Linked DNA regions of Mus musculus: region 2 is linked to region 1. A link is a contact called in public Hi-C data. All regions are on one chromosome and are shown on one strand. The core of a region is the stretch at or near the end of the contact, and the rest is flanking DNA. Distances in the headings are between cores, read along the strand shown.

The links. A called contact is a pair of places that touch in the nucleus more often than the background predicts.
Region 2: a contact with region 1 is called in a Hi-C map of uterus, with 1.9 times the contacts expected there. The contact joins two enhancer-like sites. A contact is called at or near these places in 7 of 484 Hi-C or Micro-C datasets (cerebral cortex, cumulus cells and uterus) and 1 of 115 datasets of contacts at active chromatin or transcription factors (cardiomyocytes).

What each region holds. Positions count from the first base shown.
Region 1 is chr13:101,311,519-101,319,404 of GRCm38.p6, forward strand. No RefSeq gene overlaps it. Among named protein-coding and RNA genes, the nearest start is that of Gm36427, 9.6 kb to the left of the region's middle. Within about 2 kb of position 3,848, at least 7 of the 459 cell types and tissues checked have an H3K27ac peak or open chromatin away from gene starts, as enhancers often do. A contact at or near this core is called in uterus, where this site is marked.
Region 2 is chr13:101,498,118-101,506,003 of GRCm38.p6, forward strand. No RefSeq gene overlaps it. Among named protein-coding and RNA genes, the nearest start is that of Gm36475, 38 kb to the right of the region's middle. Within about 2 kb of position 3,499, at least 10 of the 459 cell types and tissues checked have an H3K27ac peak or open chromatin away from gene starts, as enhancers often do. A contact at or near this core is called in uterus, where this site is marked.

The DNA of each region.
Region 1 (7,886 bases), core at 2,598-5,097:
TCCTTGGGTTCTCTTGAGTCTTACTTCCTACTGAGCATTCAGAACTTATAGGCATTGTTTTCAGAATGAAAAGAGGGAGCGAAGGAAGGGAGAGAGGGAAAATAAGGAGGGAAAGAAAGGAAGGAAGAAAAGAAAAGAAAGAAAAGAAAAGAAAAGAGAAAAGAGAAGAGAAGAGAAGAGAAAAAAGAAAAGAAAAGAAAAGAAAAGAAAAGAAAAGAAAAGGAGTTAGCTTAAGCAAGCAGAGGAGAAGGAAAGGGACAGGAACCTGGGATTCAGGGTGGAGTCAAGGAGAATGAAATGGAGGCTTTGGACACCTCCTTACCCACCCTATGCCATCTCATAAATCTTTATATTTCATTTCACTAAATGTGGCAGAAATACAACTGCGCTTGCACATAATTGCTGCCATTGAAGGAATCCACCCTGGCATACCCATTTGAGTTAAAAAAAAAAATAACCCATGTAACCTAAGAGCAAATCAGAGGCTGGACTCTCCGTGCCAAGCATAATCTCAAGCAACATTTAACTAGGTTCAATATTTATTTCCCTGCCTTGCCTCACTTTGAAATGATCTGGACTCAGTTCAGAGAGGACCAGCCCTGATTTTATGGTGCTCTTGGATAGCTTCCAGCAGCATGAGGGCTCAGATGTCAGGGAGTTCCAGAAAAGTGAGATCCTTGTAGATTTCACAATGTAAGACACCCTCTCCTGCTCACATTTTGCAACACGAAGGCCTTTTCCTTGATGTTATGACTTTTTGAGAGTTGTCTGAGCACCCTTAAATAATATCTCTCCTGCATGTTCCAACTTCTATCTTATCTCTAGGGGTGGAGTAGATAAAATTAACTTTGTTAACAGTGTGCATAAGTAAAAAAAAAAAAAATCTCAAAAAAATCTTCAAAGACCATTGACCAGTGTTCAAATAGACGACATGCTGCCAGCCATTGTGGAAGTCAGACTTAGAAGTTTCAACCTACATTAAGTAGCAGGTAACACTCAAGCAAGTTTGATGGATACAAGGGACACATCAAATAAAAAGCGGCCAGTTCTCAAGCTTTTGTACCTCAAATAATCAATAGAAAAGCCGGGCAATTTTAGTGTAAACCGGAGCTGTATCTTAGGATGGCAGGACTAACTTCTAGCTCCCTGTTAAAGGAGGGACTAGGCTGACACCGAATGAACTCACACTCACCCGTGACATTTATTATAGCGGCATGACTTGGTTAAGTGAAGTGATTGATACCCTCCCTTAAAAATGAAGCCTTTCATATATTTTTAGTTTGGAAAAAGACTCCAGGACCTTACTCTATAAAATAACATATTTTCATTTTCTTTATTTTACTGTCATCTGTACAAAGTGAGTTTTCATCTGGCTTAACCGCAGGAACTCAGGAGACTGTGAGGCCTATACTCATATCCTAAGAGCATCTTTTATTGACCATCAAGAAATCTGTGGGCTTCTCTAGGTGTGGAATTGGGAGAGTTGAGGGAGATAATGCATTTAAAGCAGCTAGTAAGATATGCAGGCATATAGTCAAGAAATGCTGGGCATACTGTTATTAAAATAATAATTGTTAAAGTTATCTTGATTCTTGATGTCATAATTCCATAAACCATTAGGCTATTAACAGATGTAAAAACAATCACACCTATTGTAGATGTTTATGTTCCAGGCAGGCAACATGGCTAATACTTTCTTTCTCTTTGGATTCTCATCACCATCCCCAAAGTGTATGAGCTTTAGAAAGGAGGAAACTGAGGAAATGGAAGGAAACTGTCAGGGTCTGGCTGGCCTCCCTGTGCCGTGTCACGCAGATGGTTGGGTTTTGGCCCGTTCTATCTTTGGATGACAAGCAAACACTGACACACTTGGAGGGGGTTACCGTATCTCTTTGGACCTTGGGCTTTTCATCTGTCAGGTGAGAAGGTAGAGTAGGGTACAGGAGATATTTTCGGGCTCCAGGACTCTAACAGAGTCAGTTGTTGAGAGATACAAGCTTGGAAAATGTATAAACAGGGTTTTATGTGCTTGGCATGGAGCTTGTGTGCGCGGATAGCTTGCTCTGCTCTGTCACTTCTTCCACTCAGGCTGAAGGGGGGAGTGGTGCTGCATTTCCCATGATCCTTAGCGTTCTCTCTCTCTCTCTCTCTCTCTCTCTCTCTCTCTCTCTCTCTCTCTCTCTCTCTCTGTAGGCTCTTCCACAGAAGAAGCTGTCTGCTTCCTCAGACACATCTGCAGTCTACATGGTTGGTTTCACAGAAGTAGTGAAATCTTGAGTTCTGGTAAATCTTCATGTCCTGCTTCCAAATTTGGATCTACAGAGACACTTAACAATAGCTCCTTCTTTTTAAATCCTAAAATAATTTTCCCTTCCATTCTGGTAATAATAGGATTAAAAGAACATTTGATTATGATTAAAAGAATATATTTATATTTGGTCCTCACACTTCAGGGGGAACAAGAAAAAAAGATTGGATACTTTTGTTGTAGGATATATATATATATATAGTTGTTGTAGGGTTAGTATATATATGAAATACTATATACATATATGTGTGTGTGTATACACACACACACACACACACATTTCAATTCTGGCCATATATTAAGCAGTTTACAGATATAGTATATTTGCAGTGGTGGACAAGGCTAAGGTCCAGTGTCTGGAAAATGGTAGGGTCTAGAGGTGATAGTAGGGACTTTGAACTTTAGAGTTTTTGTGGCACCAAGCCCAGGGACTTTTCTGATGACCAGTTGTTATGTCCTGGTGCCACAATAGACTCTTGGCCTGAGCTTGTGCTCATTCCTACTCTTGAATCTATCCTCTGCTAGGCCTGGCTCCATCCTGTCCCTCTATCTCAGGAGTGTGAGGGGCATGTAGAAATGCCCATGCTAGTTCAACTTTTTAGAAGCAGTTGGGACATTGGCACATTTTGGGCCTTCCACTTTTTGGGAGGAGAGAGAATGGTGGAATTCAGGCTGCAGAAAGACATGAAAGGAAAAGAAAAAAAAAAAAACATCTGCCTTTAACCTGTAGGGTTAGCTCCCTTATGCTGTCAGTTGGTAGACATTCCTTGTCAGGAGAGACACCTGCTCCATCCTGGTAACTTTAGTACCCTATAGATATTTGGAGGAAAGACTAGAATTAGTTAAACCATGATTTCACTTTTAGGTATGTGCATTAATTGTATGGCAGAGGGTTTTTTTGTTTGTTTGTTTGTTTGTTTGTTTCTTAAATTTGATTAATTTACATGTAAACACAGATCAAGTCAGAGCCTATCAGGTTCATGAAGGTTGCCACACATACCTAGACCAACTGAAGGAATAGTAACAGAAACTCACAGATGGACCAGACCTTTCAGGACAGAGAGGATGCAACTAGAAGCTGGAGGTGTGTTTTATAATGTGTTTCAATGGTACTTACCCAACCTGAGAAAACTCTTAAACAGAGATCTGTTAGCCTTGCCTTTGATGGTTTGTAGCTAACATTAAAGTCAGGGGACGGCCCTGTACTACTGGCTTTTTCCAAGTGAGGATCACTAAGCAAGAGTTGCTGCCCTTTAAATATTATTTACCCAAATATGACCTGGCTTTTCAGGGAAAATGCACAAAGGGAAATAAAAATGTCTATTTTCTTAAGAGCCCCTTAAAGCTTGCTGATGAAGCTCTGTCAGGGATTTTTAGCAAAGCTCTTTTGCAGGAGTTTAAAATATGCTCATAAAAATTAACTGCAGGCTTCTTATGCAAGTTAAAAACAGAATTTGTGTGGTTCTTTTAAAATCGTCTAGGTCTTTAAAGGAGGCATAATGAAGACACAGCCTCGTCAACGCTTTCCCTGTGGCTGCACAGCCTGTTTGTTTAAGGACCCATTAAGGCTTTGCAGCTCATCTTACCCTTCCCCTAGTCCCAGAAGCACAAAGTATTTCCGGTTTTGTTCAGAGTGATCAAGGAAAATGCCAGCTGTTCCTTTTTTATTTTGCCTTACCCCCGTTGAAACGGAATTAAAGTTCAGGAAAGGTATAAGATAGCTTCATGATGCAGAGCCTAAAATTCCTGCTCAGATCTCTACGAAATTGATGCTTCAATAATATGTACATAGGAACAACTCCCATGGTCCTCTGGGGCCATGGTATGGAGTACCAGCTGATTCTGTTAGGCTTTGGAAGCTAGACCTGCGAGCTTCTTCTTTATTTCTTTTGGTTCTAATCACAGTAAAAGGTGGATTTCTAAAGTCATTGTGATCTGTGTGGGCACTGTCTTCTCCACTGGAAGCTAAGACTATACCTACATGGCCCTGGCTGCTTTACTTATCCCTAAGAAAAGGAAAAGCCACTGTTGGTCCCTGCCGAGGGTGCCTTCTATCAGTTCTTTTAGGGACCTCTTCTTGGGCCTTTGTATTTGCATGGAGTATGGTTGCAGTGCTCTGTTTGGAAGGAGGAGAGAATATAGCACAGATGACACAAAGACCTGCATTTACTCATTTATTCAAACATAAAACGAACATGTGCACCCGACGAATCACTAGGGCACCAATGATGAGCCAACATTACAAGCTCCACCCTCACAGATGAGAAGCTTGCAGGCACAGGAGAGCTCACCTTTAGTGCATATGTGAGATCCAGTCCTCTGAGGGCACTGTGAGGCAGAAGCGAGCCATCTATCCCAGAGTCGAGAGCAGTTCATGAAGAGTTGCCTGAAAGGAGACTCGTGGGTGTAGGTGGGGAACAAATACTCATGAGGGCCCTGGAATAATAGTGACAATGAATAATTTATTTGTAAGACAAATGTCCTGGTGATTATAATTTAGTGGCAGAGGATGTAGAGGACATAGCCTTTCAGGACCCAGGTAGCCCAAGCTCCTTCCTTTCTTGTTGTTTCTGTGAGAACAGTGCCATTTTGTTCCCTGACATTTGGTGTACTCTCTTCCAGGTTTTGTCTCACTTGTGATCAAAGTCTAAAAGATCAAATTCCAGCTCTGTAAGCTCAGATCCTCAGCCCACCCCTTGTTATTTCTATATATAGCAATGACCCGGCCACCACTACTTGGCTGGGTCACAGATGTCTAACGCTATGAAGGTTCTCATCAGAGATGCCGCTCAGGAGAGTGACCTCCTTTTGACCTGTTCCTGGCACATTGGTTTCACTATGTCACCATTATAGCCTCTGTGGACTAAGAATTAGCCAATGTCTGGTAGCAGAGAGGCCTTCCGCAAAGTCAGAACAGAAACTCAAGCAATGTTGCCTTTGAAGCCAAGCATGGGTTCTATAGTCAGAGAGAATGACAGTCTCCTCCTTTGATTCCACTGGCAACAGGGCTGCTGGCAGGTAGCACAAGCTTGTCATTTCCCTCAGTGGGAATCTTGGATTACTTCTTGTCCCAGTACATTATTTCTGATTTCAACATGTGTGGGCATCTTGTTTCCTGGCTCTCAGAATGCTAGTAAAAACGTAAAAAGAAGGGGGAAGGAAGGCAGTTAGATGTGTTAGAGGTGGCCAGAAGAAACAGTAGATGGAGTAGCAATAAGGAAAGAAGCAGAGAATTGACAAGAGGGACAGGAAGAGGGATGGAAGATCTGAAGAAATAGAAGGTCTGAGGCCGGGTGGGCCAGAGTGAAGAGTCCGGGATATTCTGGGCTGCCTTCTCTGTCATCAGTCATTCATTCCACTCCCTATCCCTAGCATTCTGTCCAATTAAATGTGTTAAAATGTTTCCTAATTTTGAACTGACATGAAAATTATGGTAATTTGTGATAACAAGTTTCTTAAGTCACTTGATAAGCTATTATAAAAAGTGTGGCTAAAGAGAAAACCTGCAGGTTCCCTCTCATATGTGAGTCATAGGCTGTAATGCATACATGTGTATATGTAAACGGGTTAAGGGTGAGTAAAGTCTAAAAACCCAGAAAGGAGACTTGAGCGAGGGGGATATTGAGTGATGAAAAAGGATGGGGGAGGGGTAGGTAGAAAGAAGACAGAGGGGGTCAGGGATAGCAGAGACCTGGGGAGACAGGGGGAAGGGAACCAAAAACCATGCTGTTCAGAAAGGTCAAAGTGGTATCTAACATATTCTATGCTGTTTAAAAAAATAACATATAAATAATAATAAAGAACGTGGCTGTAACTGATGGGAAAAGTGGCAGGGCCCATGAGTCCCTAGAGCAGAGTTACCTGGCCCAGCGGGGAAGCAACAATGGAACATCTTCAATCTGAATCTTTGCTGCTTCTGGCCTTTTCTCTGACCCTGAAAGTAATCCAGACACCCATCCTTCCTTCTGTAGAGTGAGGCTGGGGACATGCATGTTAGCGTGATACGCTTGTATAATAGAGATTCTAAAATATATCATATCTTTGTATGGTGACTCATCTAGCATTCAGGAGGCTGAGGAACTCAGGTTCAAAGCTAATGTAGGCAATATGGTGAATACAAGACCCATTCATAAAAATAACAATAAGCCTGGTGGTAGCACACACCTTTAATTATAACAGGAGGCAGAGGAAAAAGCAGAGGGCAGAGGGCGGGGGGGGGGGGGTGGGGACCAGGGGCCGGGGGCCGGGGCCAGGGGGCAGGGGGCAGGGGGCAGGGGATCTCTGAGTTCCAGACCAGCCTGGTCTGTAGAGTGAGTTCCAGGACAGCCAGGGCTACAAGGAGAAACCCTGTCTCAACAAACAAACAAATGAAACAAAACAAAAAACAAAAGCATAACAATAATTTTAAAAAACATCAATAAGCAGCTACTAAAACAAGAAGAAACAACAATAAAAAGCAAACCCCCAAGAGCTCTAAAATCATAGGGTATATGGGAAGAATGCTCAGGCCACCCAGTCAATCCCAGATGCTATCTTGGAGGTGATTTCAGAATCAAGGTGTTTTCAGGCTTCGTTATAGAGCTGAGAGACTGAGATGTGGCAAAGTAAGTTAACATGGCTGAAGGTCACTATCTGAGAAATGCTGGAGCCCTTTGATTCTGGGGATATCCTTTTTTGTCCATTAGTTTGTGACATTACCATTAAATTCATATGCCATTTAAACTAGTGGACCCACCCTTTGATTTTTATGTATCTTCTAAATTGGATTTATGGCATGTTGGAGCTTTTCTCTTGACACTGCATTCAGAATTACTTTATGGTTAAGGAAATCTTTGAAGGTTGATAATGCAGTGGCCTCTAATAGCAGATCCATCAGAAAGAAGCCTTTCACTTGGCACCAATTCTCAATGATCTCAGTGAGCTATTTAAAGCTTGGCGAAAGAGCCCAGAAAACTGCTGAAGTGCCACCCCAGAGCTGCTTGGCAGATGTAATTCGGATCCTAAGAGAACAATAGTTGCCACAGTCAAATCAGTTGCCTTGGCTTTGTTGTCTTGTTGCTGTGATAAAATACGTTGACAAAAGAAGCTTAGTGGGTGAAGTTGGTTTTTGGGGTTTTTTTTCCCCCACACAATTTGCGGTTACAGTCCACCATTGTGGGGGAGGTCATGGTAACAGGAACTTGAAGCAGCTTGTCATGTCCATAGTCATGAGTCAAGAGGGAAAATGAATACATCCAAGGTCATTACTTTGCTTGTTTGTTTTATTCCCTCCCCCCATTCTTATGTAATCCAGAGCCACAAGCCCAGGGAATGGTGCTACTTTCAATAGGCAGATTCTGTTACATTAACAAACTTATGATAATTTTCCTAGAGACCTGCCTCCAGGCCAACTAGATCTTTTGTGACTAGGATATTACCTTTAGACATTCTCTCTGATACTGTATGTGTGCACATCTGGCTTCCCATGGTCTTTCTTATCACTAAGAGAATTAGGAATCTTGGCAAGTCTGTGCAAGAAGACTTATTGGTTCCCCATAATGCCAACACTAGTCTCTCTTCTCATGCACCACAGTCTAGA
Region 2 (7,886 bases), core at 2,249-4,748, 190 kb after region 1:
ACTCAGAATCCATAGGTTTTTCTACCCAGAAGGACACATGGTAAGTTATTAGATCCTACCAAATTCCTTGGTACCCAAACAAGAGGATACTAAGATAATTGTAGATTCCACCTTTAACATGTGGAGTGTTTGTATAATGGAAATGAAGAGTCTGTACTGGAATCACCAATAACCTACCAATAGAAGTAAATAAAAACCCAGATTCAATTAATTTGATGAAGATGGGGGTAAATACGTTGTATAGTAATGCTGGGATGCTTATACATTTGAAATCTTATACACTTCAATAGACCAGTTGGTCTGAATAGAAGAACCCACTAGAAGTAACTTTAGGGTTACCAGAAAGATCATCCTTAGAAATTTTCAGATCAAAGAGCTGTAACTAGACGTAGACTAACGGAGATTACAGAGGAGTAAGAGCTGATTGGCCTTTTGTGGAGTGGTTAATGCATGTGTATTTTAGAAGCATATACAAACCACACAACCACACAACCACACAACCATACAACCATACAACCATACAACCACAAAACCATACAACTTTAGAAGGGCTCAGGTCTTGGCTCTACCAATGATGTGACCTTAATGAAAATACAGCTTTTTTTCTTAGTGGCCTCCTTTTCTCAGATTGCTTCAAATGATGATAATATCTAACTCATATGGTTGCTATGAGGATTGTGTGAGGAAGTAGGCAAAGACCCTTAGGATGCAATAAATGACTAGTTAATATTATGAATTATTCTTCTTGATGTTGTTTTTAGCAATATCCACATTATTGCTACCACAGTCTCTCTTATGTTTGAGTTCAGGATGTAGTATCTCATGAGACCTTGTTTTTAAAAGAAGAATGCAAAAGAGATTCAATGATAATACTGGGTTACTGCCTCACTACCTGAACTGTTTGTTGCACATTTGACTCCACATTCTCTTTTCTGTGGGAAAGGGGGACATGTAAATTTCCTGCCTGGTCATCACTTACAACACTTTCACACAAGCTGTTTCCTCTCATAGCAACCCAAGAGCCCTCTCAGGCTCCCAGCCTGAGTACATCTATGGTCCAAATTAATATTCCTACTGGGAAGGCTGCTATAGTGATCCTGAAAGAGAGAGGCCCAATATAACTTCTTGTTCTTACCCATTTATTAGACAGTGAGAGCAAATTTTCAGTCAGGTGTATTTCCTAAAGAATATGTCATGATATTTTTGATACTTCCAAATTGGAAGGCTATGGCTGAGGAAATGAAAGAGACTGGGCCAACCATCACTTTCTGGGTTCCTCTGCCCTCCTGTCCTAGATCATACTGTACTTCGCATGTAATTTATAAATAAAAAGGATTTTCAAAATGAGTTTTAAAACAGCATTGGAGTAAATATGACTGTGTCATGCAGGTTGTACCTGTGGATGGTGATATCTGAGCCTTCTTCAAAATGGTGTAATCGGTCATGAGTGCCATTGGTGGGGGGGGGGGGGTCCCATGATAAAGAGGCTCTATGTAAGGGTGGTATTTAGAGTAGTAATTACTTAGGTTATGAGAAAAATGTGGTTTTGACTTTGACTCATGGATCTTGGTTTGGAAAGAGCAGCAACTGAAGAAGGGGTCTGGATTTGGTCCTGGTATCGGCTACCACAGTGCCAGCATCTCTTACTCAGTAGAGATAAAATTACCAGGAATTCTGGAAAGTAAGTGACTTAATAATGTATAAGTTTATATACTATTATCTCTTTTCTCTCAGAGAAACTAAGGCCCACATTTGTCAATGATGTATAGAAAATGCACCAAATTCTCCCATCACAAACTCTGAGATTATAGGCAGAAAAGACTGTCAAGTTATGTCTATCTATTCAAAATGGGCAGGTCAACACCTTACTGTAGAATAGGGAGGATCCTTGAAGATGGCTGACCTAATCTATACTGTAGGTTGAGCTGAGAACAGGATGGGGGTCCTAAGAGCTGATCCTGCCATTCAGCCCTGCTAGGCTCTCTGGGAAACAGCCTGACCTCCTGTTCTTTCCATTCAGTCTCCAGTTTCCCTGAGTGGAGGAAATGCTGCTGCTATTCTCGAGTCTCTTTGGTGATGTCGAAACTACGGTTCCAGTGTAGAAAGAACATGCTTTGGATTGACATGGCCAACTGTCACTGTGAGATCACATTTGCACAATAATGAGATGATATCAATATCAGAAGGCTGATACAAGAATTAAAGAAGATAAATTTATGCAACAGGTTTTTTTTTAAAGATTTATTTACTGGTTATATGTAAGTATATTATAGCTGTCTTCAGACACACCAGAAGAGGGCATCAGATATCATTATGGATGGTTATGGGCCACCATGTGGTTGCTGGAATTTGAATTCAGAACCTTCAGAAGAGCAGTCAGTACTCTTAATCTCTGAGCCATCTCTGCAGGCCAACTGTCTTTTAAATATGAGCATTATATTCTGCATATTCTTTTCTGCCCTTTTTGGAGAAAAGCTGGCACCATATTCTGCTATTGTATTCTCCGCTTTCCCTTATTTCTGCAAACTTGAGGTAGAAACCCTGCCTCTTAGTTGTAGTTTTAGTCTCTTAAGTTAGAGACATAACTACCAACAAAATCTATCTCAATTCACTAGATTTTGGAGCTAATGTAACACTCTGGTCAGATAAGAAAGCTTGACTTAAGACCTGGATACATTAACTCAGAGTCATAACACATAGAAGAACAGAACCCTGTCATTCTAGATTGAATGCTGATTTTGGGAAAACACACTAACAAAGAGTTACTGTTGATGTGCCTGAACACAAAGATAGCAGGGCAGGTGGCTTAGAACACACTTTAAAACAGTAATAAAATTGGAATGTCTAGTTCATATCTACACTTCTAATAACTGCAGCTAGCAACACCCTGTTGATACGCTAAGCGTCCCTGCATTGCAGGGGGTACCTTGCACCCATGGTGGGCTGGTATGAATGACATCTGACTCTACATGTTTCAATGAAGAGAGTCAAACAATCTGCCAATCTTGAGGTAATTTATATAAGAAAACTGCATTTAAAAAAATCAAATGCAAGAAAGAAAAAAAAAAGCAGGGTTAGATTAGTCAAAAACCCACTAACCACAAAGGAAGCACAGATATGCCAATCCAACAAAGCTGTGCGCCACAGGGAACGCACAATCGCAAGCTGTTTCCAAGAAAGACAACCAAGTTCCCTATAGAGAGAAAGCTTTTCCAGAACATGGTATTTGTATTCACTGGGCTTCTTAGCTGGAAACAACAAACTCTGGATCAATTTTACTGAAAAAAAAAATTTCTTGAAGACAGATTTAACAGCTTCATAAATGCCTAGAAGATGAAAAGCCAAGAACTCAAGAAGGCCAGGACAAGAGCCAAAACTACACCAGGGGAATTTTCTGGGGGAGCTAGTATATTAGTTTGCATGCGTTGCTATAACAAAGTGCCATAGGCAGGCAGTTTAAACAACAGAGATTTATTGTCTCAAGGTTCTGGAAACTCAAAGGCCAGGATTTTATCAGAGTTAGTCCTTTGGGGAGTTGTAAAGGACGGTTCGCCTCCTGGCCTCTCTCTTTGGCGTGTAGATAATTGTCCCTGTGTGATTTTAGTGCTCTCTTATGTCTGTTCACACTGTCTCCCCTCTACACACACAGGTCTCCAAACTGTGGCTGGATTAGGGCTCATTCTAACTTGACTTTCTCTCTAATGACCCTATCTCTAAATGTGCTTTGAGTTCGGTATTCAGCATATGAATCTGGGGCTATGGAACAAGCCAATAGGTTTCAGGCAGCCCTGTCTCCTGCCAAACTTGGGCACTTGGACCATGTTACTGCCTGGGCTTGGTCACATGGACAAATTACCGGGGCAGAAAAGAAAAGGAAAATAGAATCTGATTTGCTCTGTTAGAGTATGAGGTGGGTTTGGCCAGCTACCAGGGGTCCTGTTGTAAGAATGCCCGTGTAAAGAGAGGAGTCTACCAAGAATCACACTGTGACAGTTCCCCGTGTGATGGAAGGAGGGGGAGCGGGGCTCTGGGCCAAGTAGTTAAGACCCACAACAATCATTCACTCTACCAGCTGAGTTATCCTGTGGAAGTGGAGCTGTAGGAGGGAGAAGGATTGTAGGAGCCAGATGGTCATGGGAATCACAAGAAAATAGCCCACAGAATCAACTCACAGGGGCTCACAGAGATTGAAACAACAATCAGAGAACTGGCATGGCTCTGACCTAGGTCCTGTGCATCGATGTCATGGTTGTCCATACTGTCCCCTGCTCTGGGGACCTTTACCTCCTACTGTGTTATCTGATCCAGTCTTAATGGGAGGCAATGTGCCTAGTCGTACTGTACTTGATATGCCATGTTTACTTGATATACCTAGGAGGCCTGCCCTTTTCTGAAGGAGACTGAGATCTGGGGAATGGAGTGGGGACTAGGAAAAGAAGAGGGAGGGGAAACTATGGCTGAGATATAATATACAAGAGGACAATAAAAAAGAAAAAAAAAAAACCACGAGGAGCCGCATCAATACGTTAAATGTTTGAAACGTTTTCTAATTATATTTTCATGCATTCATACAACATGGAATGACATATCAGCACTTTTAAAATCAACTAGTCTCTTCAAGTAGCCAGGGTTCTCTATGAAAAGAGGCCTTGGTAACATTTAAGAGAGGCTCTAGCACACAGCTACATGACAGAGGAACTCCAGTGGCTAATGGCGACCATTGTTAACTGAGGCCCAAGTCTATCTTTCATTCACACTGAGGAAACAGGGATAATAGAGCCTTTCTCCTCAAAACGGTTAATCCCCACTTTTACAGTCCCAGAAGACATGAGCCAGTTGTGGCTGTCCTTCTCTGTCTTCTCTGACTTTGCCACCATGACTGGCTGCTGTGAGACAGAAGAGCCTGGATTCTAGCACCCTTGGTCACAATCACTGATAAGCAGCAGATGTCATATCGTGAGGGCTCCCTTGGGCTAATCTTAGAAGGGCAGTGCCAGGGGGAAGGAGCAGTCCTTGTGTTTTCTCCTGAAAAAACCAACCAACCAAACAAACAAACAAACAAAAAACAGAAGAGTGGACTGCAACGAGTACCTTACCAAACCTTCAGCTCTGATTCTCCCTTCATCATGTGGTGCTCTGAGCTCTGTCCACTGAGGAATCCTTACAGCACCAAGCACTCTGCTAGGAAGAGGGAATTTAAATTAAAAGGCCTCAGTCTCCATCTTCAAAGAGTGCCTGGTGCTGTGAATAGCATTTTTAATTATTATTTTTTAAATTAGCATATGAAGTAATGGGTTTTGCTGTGACAAATTCTTAGATATCCTTTGTTCTTCATTATTCCATCCATTATCTTCCCCTACCCATTCACTTATTCTTGCTGCCCCCCCATCCAAATAGTTCCCCTTCTGCTTTTATACCACACATATTCTCTCTCTCTCTCCCTCTCTCTCTCTCTCACTCACTCCTTTTCCCCTTCCATATGTATGTGTGAGATAGAACACACATACATACACACACACACACACACACACACACACACACGCACACAAATCTAGACCTTGCATATGCGAGAAAACACATACCACTTGTTTTTCTGAGCCTTCCTTCCTTTGCTTAGCATAAAGATCTCCAGTTTCATCTCTTTCCCCTAAATGTCATCATCTGGCTATTTACAGATGCACTATGTTTTCTTTATTCACGCATGTGTTGATGGACCTCCAGGCTTGGTCCGTATTGTGGCTGCTGTGAACAATACAGCCATAAACATTCACCATGCCAGCATCTCTGTGGTGTGGCTGACTTACAGTCTGTCAGGTACATATCCCAGATTGTGTGCTACAGCAGGTAGCTCTACTTTTAGATGTATAACAAATCTCTATAGCCATTTTTTTGAGGACTGCACCATTGTACTATGCCAACAGCCAGGTTCACTTCCTCTCAATGTGCCTGCCATTCTTCCCAGAATCCCAGATAGAGGTTTGAAGCAATGCCCTTTTATGTTCACTGCTGTGTCTTCAAAACACTAAGACCCAGAGTCCTGAGTCTACTAGACATTCACTAAACAGTCATGCCGAGCTTAGAAACACACCAAAGCCTTCTCAGCTCAGTGGAGGATCACTGAAGAAACTTTTCAGGGGAGGAGACACCCCATCGTTATGCTTTTATTCCACTGTGTGGATTCAGTGTGCTACTGGCGATGGGTTTGCTGAACTTTGCCCTAGACATGTCATGGCCCTTGACAGTAAGCTTGGCCGTGGACTTGCTTGGACTATGGAATGGTAGCAAACTCGAGGCAAGCAGAAACTTAAAACACACATATGGGTTTCTGATTTCTCTTTTGGAACTCTGCCACCAACAGCAGCACAAGCCCAGACTAGCCTGCTGGGAGGCAGAAGGTCATATGGAACCGAGCTTAGTCACCTCAGTTGAAGGCCATCCTAGGCCAGCTACCCAAGCTGGGTGGTCATCCAATTAGTGATATGTGAGTGAGCCCAGTCCAGATCAACAAAACAGCTAAGCTGACCCATATAAGAAAGAAATGTTGAATGGGTATTTTAACACTAAGTGTTGGGCAAGTCTTTTATATCATATTATTGAAGTTCATAGATAACTGACACACTGTCTCACTCAACAGTGACCTGGGTTCAGTTGTCATTAATACTCTGAATAAAAGAAAAGTGAGAATCAGAGAGAGAGAGAGAGAGAGAGAGAGAGAGAGAGAGAGAGAGAGAGAGAACAGAATTTTACTTGGATTGTCTAAGTCTTTGGACTTCAAACTGAGTAGTACTCCTTTCTTTTTGAAGACCATAACTGTCACTTTGTTTAAAAAGAGAGCAATCATGTCATGAAGGTCCATGACATTAATTATGCAAAGCAAAAAGAAGGGAGAATGGGACAGAAAGAAGGACAAAAGGGAAGTAGAAGGAAGGCAGGGAGAGACAAAGAAAAGGAAGAGGCTGGTGTTGGCTTTATGAATTTAGTTTTATAGTGGTACTCAGGGAATTCTAAGTGATGTCTATATATACTATCGTCTAACTTAAGAAATGGGTTAAAGAGAACTTTTTTAAGGGTGGGAAAGGAAAAGAGATGTAGACAAGAAAGGACAGGGTAAGGAATGTGTGTTTCTGTAAGACAGATGGTATTGTTCACCCTACTTTTGGCTGGGCAGGCAGTCAGGGAAGTACTTTCTAGGGAGGTGGCATTAATTCTGAAATTTGAATAACAAGAAAGAGCCCTGCTAGGAAGAACATTCCAAGTCAAGAAGACAGCTGTGGCAGAGGACCTAAGAAAGAATGAAGCTTGTTAAGTTTCAGGGATCCAAACAAGGACTGAAGGGTATGATGGAGTGGTTGGGAGAAGAGCAGGTTTTATTTTCAGTGACGTCTGACATATATTTCCAGGAGATAGACTAGAGGGAGAATGGACAGTAGGCATACAAAGTGAGATGTGAAGAGAGCAGATTTGAGGAAGAGATGATGGTTGCTAGCTAAACTCAAGGTTCTTAACAATGTCTGCAACAGACAATGGCGTGTGGAGATCAAAGAACTGGATCTACCAATGGATGCAATATGTGGGGTGAGCATGAAAGGTGATTCCAGGTTGGGGCTTGATGGATAGTGGTGTCATTTATTAAAATAGGAAGCCATACAAAGAAAAATACTTTATTTCCAGAGGGAATCTAATAGAAAAGGGGGAAGGAAGAGAAATATGAATAGTGATGAAAGGTTGAAAAGGTCAGGTTATCAGGGTAGAGGTAGAGAAACTCTTTCAGAGCCCCTACTGGGCAAAGCTTTGGAGCCTTTAGAACCACTCAAGGCCACTCTGTCAGCAGTATTCTGTAGCCCTCGCTTCCCCTTCCACTGAAGCTGGCTGTACCATTTGTAGCC